Linked DNA regions of Mus musculus: all the other regions are linked to region 3. Evidence: chromatin contacts called from public Hi-C and HiChIP or PLAC-seq data. All regions are on one chromosome and are shown on one strand. The core of a region is the stretch at or near the end of the contact, and the rest is flanking DNA. Distances in the headings are between cores, read along the strand shown. Region 1 holds the start of Adcy3 (adenylate cyclase 3). Region 2 overlaps Gm46332 (a long non-coding RNA gene). Region 3 overlaps Ncoa1 (nuclear receptor coactivator 1).

Region 1 (3,710 bases), core at 931-3,430, 220 kb before region 3:
GACCTTGTATAAGGAATGTCCTCTAGCACTGAGCTGCGTCCCTAGCAGTTCAGGTATACCTCACTTAATGGTTTTCTTTTATGAGACAAGGTCTCACATAGCCCAGGCTTCAGACTTGCTGAGCAGCTCTGGGTGACCTTGAACTTTTGATTGTGCTGGGATCTCAGGCATTTAATACCTCTGGTTTGCAATGCTGGGATGCAGGCCTCTTGGATGCTAGTCAGAAACTAACATTCACAGCCTAGCCACTAGCTTTTCTCCCCCCCCCCTTTTGAAAATCAATGAATTCCTTTGTTAAAAGTAAAAACCACATCCTTTATCGTCATGTAACAAGTTGCAATAAATTCCTGGACCCCAAACAACTTAAACTGATGGGGCTGGTGCTTTGTACAGAGTTCACCCTCCGCCTCTATTTGAAGTTAGTTATTGTGCTTTGCCTTTCTAATCAAAGCCCTGGAGAGTGTGGGCTGAGGCACGTGGGAGGGATGGGGAGTGCAGGGTGGGGGGTACTGATCTTGTCAGACAATTTGAGGGACACCCATACACACAGCAATGGAAGACCAATTAAGTGATGGACTATTCCCTGGGTGTTGTGAATGTATGCCTGAAGTTCTAAATGGACATCTATCCCTGAGTGACAGGGCATCCCTCGCTAGCTCCCCATCCCCTGTGTCTGTTTTTCTTCTCTCATCTTTAGCTGCCCCCAAAGCTTGATCCCTTAATGCTGAGGGCTGTCCTCAGTCCCTTGAGCACATTTTCTTCTAAAACGACTTTCACTCCTAACAAGGTGTTCTGTCAAATTCAAGGAAAATAATTGATGCTACGGCTTAGGAGATGGACAGGTCCAAAAGGAGCATTTGCTTCTTTAAGGAAGAACTCAAATACATCCCAATTGGTTGGATGTGCACTGGAGATCTTCGTGAAGCAAGGCCTCTTTCAGGTCCACGTGCCAGGCACCAATCAAGCTACTTCAGTCCTCTTTTGTCACCAGTTTCGGCTGCTTATTCCCTCGAAGAGAGATCAAGCCCCACGCTTGACGTCTGGGCTGCCAGGGTGGGCGGAGACACTGAGATGGGGCGCGCCCACTCAGGGAGCTGCCCCCAAACCTCAGCCCGAGGCCTCTCCTGTCCCCGGAAGGAAGCCAGGGTAGAAGAAGGGCGGCCGGGGTGCCCCAGCACGCCTCACCTTCAGGGAAGATACGTCCCGGGCTTTGATCTTCCGTAACACGGCCTGTTTGGGGGCAAGGCGCAGATTCGCCTCGTTCCTTTCTATCTGCCACCAATTCGGCGTTTCCACGCAGTCGTCGCCGGGCGCTGGCAAGAGGGAGACACCGGGGACAGCGAGGGGGCCCCTCCACCCGGCGCCCAGGAGGCGGCGACAAGGCGGGGAGGGGCCGCCCGCCTCCTGGGGCCTGCGGCGCGTGTGAATCAGTGTGCAGAGCGCAGCGCACGGACTCGGCTGGCTCGCCCTGCGTGCGGGGAGAGGATGCTGGCAAGCTGCCCCGGCCTGGGCCCGCCATCCGCAGCGCGCGCCGCCGCCGTCCTCTGCGCCCACCGATGCTGAGCCGCAGCCTCGCGCCTCTCCCAGCCTGACCCGGGGCCTGACCGCGAGGGGACCCGCGCACAGGCTCCGGGTGGACGAGCTGGCGCGGCGGCACTGCGGGAAGCAGCCTGCGGCTCGCTGAAGCCCACTTGGCTTGGCTCCGCAGCCCCGGTTTGGAGCGCGCGGCTCCCGAGTTCCCGCACAGGTCAGCGCCAAGCTACGACCCAGGGCTGGATGGACTTCCACGAGGCTGCAGAGCCCGAGGTTGGGAAGGGGCTGGATTCTCCCAGGGGTGGGTGGGGGAAAGGAAGTAAACAGAAGGGAGATGAGGGAATCCCCAGGACCGCTCCGGCTCCTTCCAGGCACGTTTTCTTTTCAGCTTGGAGCCAGTGGGCCTGAAGGGAATTTAGGTGAGGAAGTCAGGGATAGAGCCGGGCATACAAGGAATGGAGAGATGGCTAGGCCCCTCCAGAAGCCCGACGCAGGAAACCGGGTGTCTGGTGTGGACTGGACTGAGTGTGTGGGCGTGCTTGGGAGGCTGTGGTGTTGGAGGCTTGTGTAGCATGGATCTGTATGAGGGGTAGGTTGGGTCAAGGAAAGAGGCGCCATGTCCTTAGCCATGTCCTTTTAAGTTGCAGATGTTCGGTGCCACCTGTGTCCTGGGAACCCACTAAGCATTCCAGCTCCAGTTGGACGCCCTTCATTCATAACCAAGAGGAACCTCCCCGCCTTCCCCGGGTCTTACGAAGCCCTGGTGAAGTGGCTTGACCTGCAGGTCTCCCTTCCTCATTAGAAACAGCCAGCAGCCAACATGCCGAGGAACCAGGGCTTCTCGGATCCCGAGTACTCGGCAGAGTACTCAGCTGAATACTCGGTCAGCCTGCCCTCTGACCCCGACCGCGGGGTCGGCCGGACCCATGAAATTTCTGTGCGGAACTCGGGGTCCTGCCTGTGCCTGCCTCGCTTTATGCGGCTGACCTTCGTGCCTGAGTCCTTGGAGAACCTCTACCAGACCTACTTCAAAAGGCAGCGCCATGAGACCCTGCTGGTGCTGGTGGTCTTTGCGGCCCTCTTTGACTGCTACGTGGTAGTGATGTGCGCGGTGGTCTTCTCCAGCGACAAGCTGGCGCCCCTCATGGTGGCAGGCTTCGGTCTGGTGTTGGACATCATCCTTTTCGTGCTCTGTAAAAAGGGGCTGCTCCCGGACCGAGTGAGCCGCAAAGTGGTACCCTACCTGCTGTGGCTGCTCATCTCGGCCCAGATCTTCTCCTACCTGGGCCTGAACTTTTCACGGGCCCACGCAGCCAGTGACACTGTGGGTTGGCAGGCTTTCTTTGTCTTCTCCTTCTTCATAACGCTGCCCCTCAGCCTCAGCCCCATCGTGATCATCTCTGTGGTCTCCTGTGTTGTGCACACGCTTGTGTTGGGGGTCACTGTGGCCCAGCAGCAGCAGGATGAGCTGGAAGGGATGCAGCTGCTGAGGGAGGTGAGTCCCACCCTCCTCCCTATCTGTCTATTGTATTCCTTCTCTTCCAGCCAAGTGTCACTCAGGTGGGATTGCTTTCAATGCCAGGAGTTGAACACGTCCTGAGCGGCCTTGGGGTCCCAGTTGTCAGTTCAGAGGACTACCTCTCAGCCCCTGGGAGTGTGCACCCCGATGTCATATGGTGTTTTTCCTAGAGAAAGAACACTGGGCCTCGGGGCCACTCAGCCAACTGTGCCTGGTTGGAGTTGGTGACAGCACCTTGGATCTTGGTGTGGAGGAAGTCTTGCTCAGCCAGTCTATGACCCAGGTCAAGAGACGGCTTGTGGCAAACTCTGCTTAACTCCAGATGGTGTTTGACTTGTGGGGGTTCAGTGCTCTCAGTCAAATGGGGATCCTGTCTGCCCTGGATGCAGAAGTGGCTGTTATCAAGATCCAAGGGAACAGAGATGAAAGCCTGTTAGGTTATGTGAAGAGCTTAAGGAGGGAAGGCGTGGTTATTAGATACCCTGCTTCTTCCTTAGAGCTCAGAGCATCACCAGCAGATAGGTGATGTAAGGGAGGGTGGTCTCCCATAGAAGGCAGAAGTGGGGACACAACCGGGACGGTTGTCATAGCCGCTGTGGTGTGGAGTGTGGTGTTGCGGCCTAGCAGGCTAGTTCCACTGAAGGCGTGGACAGTTGAG
Region 2 (3,719 bases), core at 1,076-3,575, 200 kb after region 3:
GGCTAACGTCTCAGCAGAATGGTAAAGGCTAGGACCTGCAAGGACAGCCCTTAAGGCTGTGGAAAAGAATTCTAAAACCGTATGTTCAATACATATATATATATATATATATATATATATATATATATATATAATCTCTCAACTATGTAAAAAAATAAGGATGTGATATGAATATGAATTATATGAAGGGCTTCATGAATCTAAAGGGACAGAGGCAGATGCACTAAGAGCCAGCTTGTCAGAAAGATACTAAGGAAGGAGGCAAGGAGACTTGGTGGTCACAGGAGATCTCACGCAGCCTAGAGGTGGGTTTGTTTGTTTGTTTGGTTGGTTGGTTTTGGTGTTTGGTTTTTTTGAGACTGGGTTTCTCTGTATAGCCCTGGCTGTCCTGGAACTCACTCTGTAGACCAGGCTGGCCTCGAACTCAGAAATCCGCCTGCCTCTGCCTTCCAAGTGCTGGGACTAAAGGCGTGCGCCACCACCGCTGCCAGGCTAGGTTTTTTTAATCTATGCTGACAAAAGACAGACAGATTCCCGAGTTCAGGATCAGTTTGGGATGGAGCCAGGTTAGGCGTTGTAGTAGAAATGGTAATTCCGGGGCGTGGTCCCACCATCTGCATCTGTGCTTATAAGAGGCAGAAGATCTCTGAATTCTTTTGCAATGTTAAAAGGAAATGTGTGCTTGCAGTTCCTAAGAATTGAGGTTTAGGGCTGCAGGATGCAGATTCACAGGATAATCAAAAGGAAGCCTCAAGTGAAAGACTGGATTGATGTGCAAAAGACAAGACTGGGCTTCTGTTCTCCAGGAGAGGAGCTATTCTGAGAATTTTTTAGAATAGCAAGAGAGGGAGGGGAAACTAGGAAAGGGGATAACATTTGAAATGTAAATAAAGAAAAAAAGAAAAAGAACTGCTTGGAGAACTGTCTCCAGGAGAACCTAGGGAGAACTTTCAGGAGATCTCCTGAGAGGGCAGAGAGAAAGAAAGAACAGAGAGAAAGCAGGCTGGAAAGCTGTCTCTAGCAGAGCATTGGCCACTAGCTTGGGACCCACAGTTTGACTTCAGAACCCCTCTCCAAGCCCAGGCCGGCCCTTGTCATAAGAGCACTTCCTGACCTTGCGGAGGCGTGGGGTTAAGTTCTTGGCATCCACTTTGATGGCTCACAACCATCTGTAACCTCATTTCCAGGGGATCCCTAACCTTCTTCCAAGCTCTCAGAGCACCAGCCACAGATGTGGTCAGGCACACACATGCAGGCAGCCTACACATAAGGTAAATATGTCTAAATAGGAATTGGAAGAGAAATAAGTACTATTCTAAATTTTATGTTATCTTTGAATTCTTAGGGCTTAAGCATCTTATATATTTATAGTTTTACATCCTTTACATTTCATTTGGATGAAATAATATAATATGTACTCTGTGACTTGCCTCCTCTCATTCAACATTATATTCCTGAGATTTGCTGGTGCTGTTGTAGCTTCACTGTTAAATAGTATTCCATTCTATGCTGTAATCCATCATTCAACTACTGCTGGACCCTGGTGCTGCTTCTAATATTATGCTATTATAATTAGTGCCACTGTCACTGGGGACATAGCTTAGTGATAGAGTGCTTACTTAGCATTCGCAAAGGCCCTAGGGGCAATTCCCAGCACAATCAAAGTAAAACAGTCCCACTGAATTGGTTTGTTCTTTTGAGAGTTTCTCTAGGATGTGGCGTTGTTACATCACCTTCTGCTTGACTAGCTAGCGGATGCTGTCTTTCCAGTTATTGTCTCATTTTAGTACTCCCACTGGCAGGGCATTAAGAGTTTTTATTTCTCCACATAATTGACAAAATTCAGTATTATTGATAGTTTGCTTAATGTAAACTTGTACCTCTTTTTTCACTTTTTTGGGAGATGGGGGTCTCACTATGGCACCCAAGCTGGCCTGGAACTCACTAGCCTCAAGCCCCAGTCTTCCAAGTAGATACAACTACGGACACCTGTACCCAGTTACAATCAGGTCTCTTTTCTTCTCCTTCTCCTCCTCTTCCTCCTCCTCTTCCTCCTCCTCCTCCTTCCTCCTCCTCCTTCTTCTTTTTAAAGATTTATTTTATTTATATGAGCACACCATTGCTTTCTTCAGACACACCAGAAGAGGACACCAGATCCCATTAAAGATGGTTGTGAGCCACCACCATGTGGTTGCCAGGAATTGAAGTCAGGACTTCTGGAAGAGCAGTCGGTGCTCTTAACCTCAGAGCCATCTCTCCAGCCCTACATGTCTTAGTGTATCATTCCGCTGTGGTTAAATGTAGCTGAGCATTTCTCCTTGTTGCATTCCTTTCTCCTGGGAGCGTGCCAGTCAGCATTCAGGAATGTGCTAAACTTGGAAAGAGGAAAGGTTACTTTGTCTCAGTTTTGGAGGTTTCAGTCCTTTGCTGATTGGCTCTGCTGTTCTGGGCCTGTGCTAACACACAATGGTACAAACTACAGAAGAAGCACCGTCACTTCATGGCAAAGAGCAAAGGGAACCACATAAATGGAGGGAGCCCTTGATCTGTGCTTATATGCACACTGTACGCAAGTGAGCGAGCACACACAGACACACACACACACACACACACACATAAACGGAGGGAGAGGGAGCAAGAGTTAGCACCTCAGGAAGTGCTGGTTTCCCTTCTCGATGCTGTGTAGTGATGAGGCCTAGCTGCAGCCGGGGATTGATTGAACACACAGATGAAGACAACTGTAAGGAGGAAAAGAGAGCCAGAGTCCCTGAATTAAGTTAATCTCAAATCCGAATTTTTTCTTTTTTTTCTGGTTCTCTAAACTAATACTATGTTGTTTAAGTCAGAGTTTGGTAGTTCATTTGAAGGAAAATAAAAGTCTATGATACTATTTCCTTGATGGCCTCCTTCAAATCTATCATGCCAGTTAGGAGAGTCCTCCGTAAAGACACAGTTGTAGGGGTCCCAACAGTTTGGCCTGGTCAATCAGTTCCTGCAGTGTTGAAAGCAGAATAGGGTTTATTTTCAGTGTAGATGTACCAGCGACAATAAAGAGTCTAGTGACCTAAAATCTGTCTTTGAGGTGTAAGCAACAGCTCTGTGGCTATATATAGGGAGCGCCAAAGTCGAGGATTTATATAGCTAGTAATCCTGGGGAGACTGTGGTCTGGTTGGTTATTAGCCTGGGACTGGCCAGTGCCACGGAAGTCACTGCTGCTTGGGAGGCGGTTTCCATTTCTGTCAGATCTGTGATCCTAGGATTTAAGATAAAGCAGGGGAAGAGAGTAACTCAGAGAACAGGTCAGAGAGGGAGCCACACAGAATCAGGCCAGTGGCCGGGCCTTCTTCACTGTGTCTCTAGCAGAATCCTCTGGGTTTGTTACATATGAAGAATACCCTCGTTAGTGTGGTTTTAGTATTTTATTTTAAAAGCATGATTTAACTGTGGGAGTTATTGGCTCAGATGTTATAATCTTTTCATTGTAGTTTTGGAGACTGAACCCAGGGCTTCACACATGCCAGAAGAGCCCTCCTCCAGTGAGTTACACCTCGTGGGTTTGTCATATACAAGTTTTTAACACTGACATGCTCAATTCCTCTGTGAGTTCTCATTTTATCATTTATTGTATAGTTGGTGCCTGGAGCCTAGAAGGGTTTGGATACCATGTATTCCATGATGGCCTTGAACTCTCTGACCCTCCAGCTTCCATCTCTGAAGT
Region 3 (3,325 bases), core at 297-2,796:
ACACACAAACTTTTCTGCTCTTAGAGAATATAACTTTAATTATGAAAAACAAAGGCAGTATTTTCCAACTGTTACTCTTCAGCATTTAAATCTCAAATCAGTATTTTCATTGTATTCTTAGAAAAATGATTTGAAAATGGCTACTTATATGGCAGGCCTGAGGATTTTTTTTTAAGATTTAATTTTATTTTATGTGTACGTCTCTTTTCTCTCTCCATTCTCTCTCTCTTCTCTCTTCCTCTCCCTCCCCTCCCGTGTGTGTGTGTGTGTGTGTGTGTGTGTGTGTGTGTGTACACTGAGCCCAGAAGATAGTGTCAGATGCTCAGGAACTGAAGTTGCAGGCGCTTGGGAGCACTTCCTATCACTTGCTATGGGTTTTGAGAGCAAACTTGAGGCTTCTGGAAGAGCAGCAAGTGCTCCTGACTGTTGACTCCTCCTTTCCAGCTCCTTCAACTTAATTCTTTTAAAAAGATAATTACATGAATTTTGATTTGGGATTGGGTTAGAATTTCCAGTAATTTCTGAAATGGTCCTAAATATGCTTTGCCATTTTCTACTACATATTTATGTGAAGCAGCTTTCTCAGCACTGACAAGTAAAAAGTATCAAAATATTGATCAATTCTGAAAAATGCAAAGATACTTTGCATCCTGTAATATCAAACATTCAAATAGAATTTCATTCTTTATTTAATCTTTTTTCAAAAGTATATTAATTTTCTTTTATGTATGTGAATGTTTTGCTTGCGTGTACATATCTGCAACACATGTTGTCTTGTGCCCGTGGAGGTTAAAAGAGGGTATTGGATTTCCTGGTGTAGGATGAAAGGACAAAGGAAAAACACCCTGACCCTGACCTACCCCAAGACAAGGGTCAAGGAAAGAACACCCTGACTTCACCCCAAGCCAAAGACCAGGGCTAAAAAACAGAATCCCATCAACCCCTGAGCTTGCCATAGAATCCCACCATTCCTTGAACACAAAATTCCACTAGTCCCTGAGCTTCAAGATCAGACCACAGATCTCAGGCTACCCTAGAAATATCTGCCCCCAAAGAAATCCCACATAAACCCTACCTTCTGCTCAGTTCTCTGTTCCTTCTCACCTGAACAGATCTGGGTTTTCCCCTACCAATACATTTCTTGTGTGAGATTTGCTGTCCGGTGTGTCTTTGTGGTATTCCTTGGTTTCCCTCAGAGCTGTAACACTTGATGCTCAGACTCAAATATGCCTTCCTGGTGTCTATGCTCCACCTCTGGGTCTAAGATGCACTGGTCCCCTATTCCTCATCTCTAGTTAACCCACAACACAGTCACCTTCCAGCTGGCACAGCTCAGGACCCATCCACCCGCTCTAACTAGGTAAGTTTTCCCTTTAGTCAGTGTAAATGCTTCCCAGATCCAAGAAGTGACCACTGAGTATCTGGCACCCCCTGGTGCCGCAGGCCAGTCTTAAAGGCTACAGTGGCCTTCATCACCTGACTCACACCCCAACCCGTGGAGCTGCAATCCTGCAGTTGCCTCAGGCCCAGCCTGGTTAGCATGTCCTTTCTTGCCCACTTCTTCAACCTTCACTTTGGAGCTGCCTGTACATCCCACGGCTCCTTTGGGCCCTCCTGGCTTTTGTGACTCTGTCCCCACCCTGCCCTAGGCTTAAGTTTCCTTCTCCACTTCTGGCCTCTACTAAGCCCTGCTAGCAGACCAGAAGTCTCTCTTAAGCTTAGCCAGGCTAAGCCCCAACCCCTGTTGAGTGAGGTGATGACCCACTAAATGGCTAGTATCTTCCTCTGGTCCTCCCTGAGCCCTTGAACAGCCACGACTACAGGTGAAAGGAAATAAAACTGTAATTGATGTAATGTATGTTAAATAGCCCAAAGAGTTGTTTCTGAGCTTTGAAACCTGGGGCTGAGAACAGACCAGGACATGCCCGGGCAAGCCCATCGCCTCCCTAGCTCCCACCCCTCTGACCTAAGTTAAATGTTACAGGCTGCTGATGTTTAAATGGACCAATCATGTGAAACCGCGCCAATTCCTCCCCCAGCCCCACTCCTTTTCTATAAAAACCCCTAGCTTCCAAGCCTCGTGGTCGAATCCACTGTCTCCTGTTATGTGAGATACGTTTCGACCCGGAGCTCCGCCATTAAAAAACCTCTTGTTACATCAAGGTGTTGTGTTCTATTCGTGATTCTTGGGTGCACGCCGAATCAGGAGCTGAGTGGGGGTTTCCCCACTGAGTTCTTTCACAGGTTGAAGTGACATTTTTCCTTCCCCTCTCTCATCCATGGGAACAGTGTCTTCCATACCAGCTCATTGCCCCTTGGGATGCCTTTAGAAAGTCTCCAGCCTCTATATCTGACACACCTGAAGGGCCCTAAATTTATTCACTTTTGCAGTCAAATGTGGCCTCAATAGCCCTTAGATAATCAACCCAAATGGCTGCCTAATGGCACCTATCTTAGTCAGGGATTCTACTCCTGCACAAACATTATGACCAAGAAGCAAGTTGGGGAGAAAAGAAAGGATCTATTCAGCTTACACTTCTGCATTGCTGTTCAGCACCAAAGGAAGTCAGGATTGGAACTCAAGCAGATCAGGAAGCAGGAGCTGATGCAGAGGCCATGGAGGGATGTTACTTACTGGCTTGCTTCCTGTGGCTTACTCAGCTTGCTTTCTCATAGAACCCAGGTGCTACGCCCACTCCAGTGAAGTGGCCTGTTGGGTCGAAAGGCCTAGAGGCAGTCACAAGGCAAAGAGTTTCAAGGAAACTATGCCTCCTGGAACCCTGGCATTCTCATAGTCCGCATACTCAAACCCTGTTCCCGCATTAGTATGATGTATGCTCTCTTTCAGTATTTTTTTGTTATAAGTGCCTTTAAAGATTGATTTTTGACATAGGTAAGGTTCCACCAGTGTTCCAGTATCCTAGAAAATCCTTGAAGCCTATGAGCTTGGAATTCAGTAGGAATTCAGTGAGAATGTTATCTATTCAGTAACATTCAAATTTACTTCTAGTACAGACTGTGAAACTAATTAGGTATTACAAAGAACGGAGCTAGAAAAGCTCAGGGCTAGTCTGCAGAACCTAGGTAAGGTTCCACCAGTGTTCCAGTATCCTAGAAAATCCTTGAAGCCTATGAGCTTGGAATTCAGTAAGAATTCAGTGAGAATGTTACCTATTCAGTAACATTCAAATTTACTTCAAGTACAGACAGTGAAACTAATTAGGCATTACAAAGAACGTAGCTAGAATAGCTCAGGGCTGGTCTGCAGAGTGATTACTTAGGACAATAGCCGAGTCTCATCCAAACAAGGGGATACACAATGGCC

Evidence for each region. A called contact is a pair of places that touch in the nucleus more often than the background predicts. HiChIP or PLAC-seq counts read pairs in DNA pulled down with a chosen protein or histone mark.
Region 1: a contact with region 3 is called in an H3K27ac HiChIP or PLAC-seq map of embryonic stem cells, with 2.7 times the contacts expected there. The contact joins the promoter of Adcy3 here to the enhancer-like site in region 3. A contact is called at or near these places in 4 of 39 promoter capture datasets (the HPC-7 cell line, cranial neural crest, embryonic stem cells and 1 more), 2 of 484 Hi-C or Micro-C datasets (both in embryonic stem cells), 4 of 115 datasets of contacts at active chromatin or transcription factors (embryonic stem cells and epiblast stem cells) and 1 of 9 other capture datasets (liver).
Region 2: a Hi-C map of embryonic stem cells shows a contact between it and region 3, with 3 times the contacts expected there. The contact joins two enhancer-like sites. A contact is called at or near these places in 1 of 15 datasets of contacts at CTCF or cohesin (pro-B cells), 11 of 484 Hi-C or Micro-C datasets (adipose-derived mesenchymal stem cells, bone marrow-derived macrophages, cerebral cortex and 4 more), 7 of 115 datasets of contacts at active chromatin or transcription factors (bone marrow-derived dendritic cells, embryonic midbrain, embryonic stem cells and 1 more) and 3 of 9 other capture datasets (adipose tissue, liver and pancreatic islet).

What each region holds. Positions count from the first base shown.
Region 1 is chr12:4,131,973-4,135,682 of GRCm38.p6, forward strand. It overlaps Adcy3 (adenylate cyclase 3), which reads left to right and starts at 2,181. Exons shown (of 21, transcript NM_138305.3): 1 at 2,181-3,028. The coding sequence starts at 2,354.
Region 2 is chr12:4,556,491-4,560,209 of GRCm38.p6, forward strand. The region is part of intron 1 of Gm46332 (a long non-coding RNA gene); the gene reads right to left. Among named protein-coding and RNA genes, the nearest start is that of Gm46332, 11 kb to the right of the region's middle. Within about 2 kb of position 2,326, at least 88 of the 459 cell types and tissues checked have an H3K27ac peak or open chromatin away from gene starts, as enhancers often do. A contact at or near this core is called in embryonic stem cells, where this site is marked.
Region 3 is chr12:4,355,590-4,358,914 of GRCm38.p6, forward strand. All of the region lies in intron 2 of Ncoa1 (nuclear receptor coactivator 1), which reads right to left. Among named protein-coding and RNA genes, the nearest start is that of Gm51963, 100 kb to the right of the region's middle. Within about 2 kb of position 1,547, at least 40 of the 459 cell types and tissues checked have an H3K27ac peak or open chromatin away from gene starts, as enhancers often do. A contact at or near this core is called in embryonic stem cells, epiblast stem cells and stem cell-derived epiblast-like cells, where this site is marked.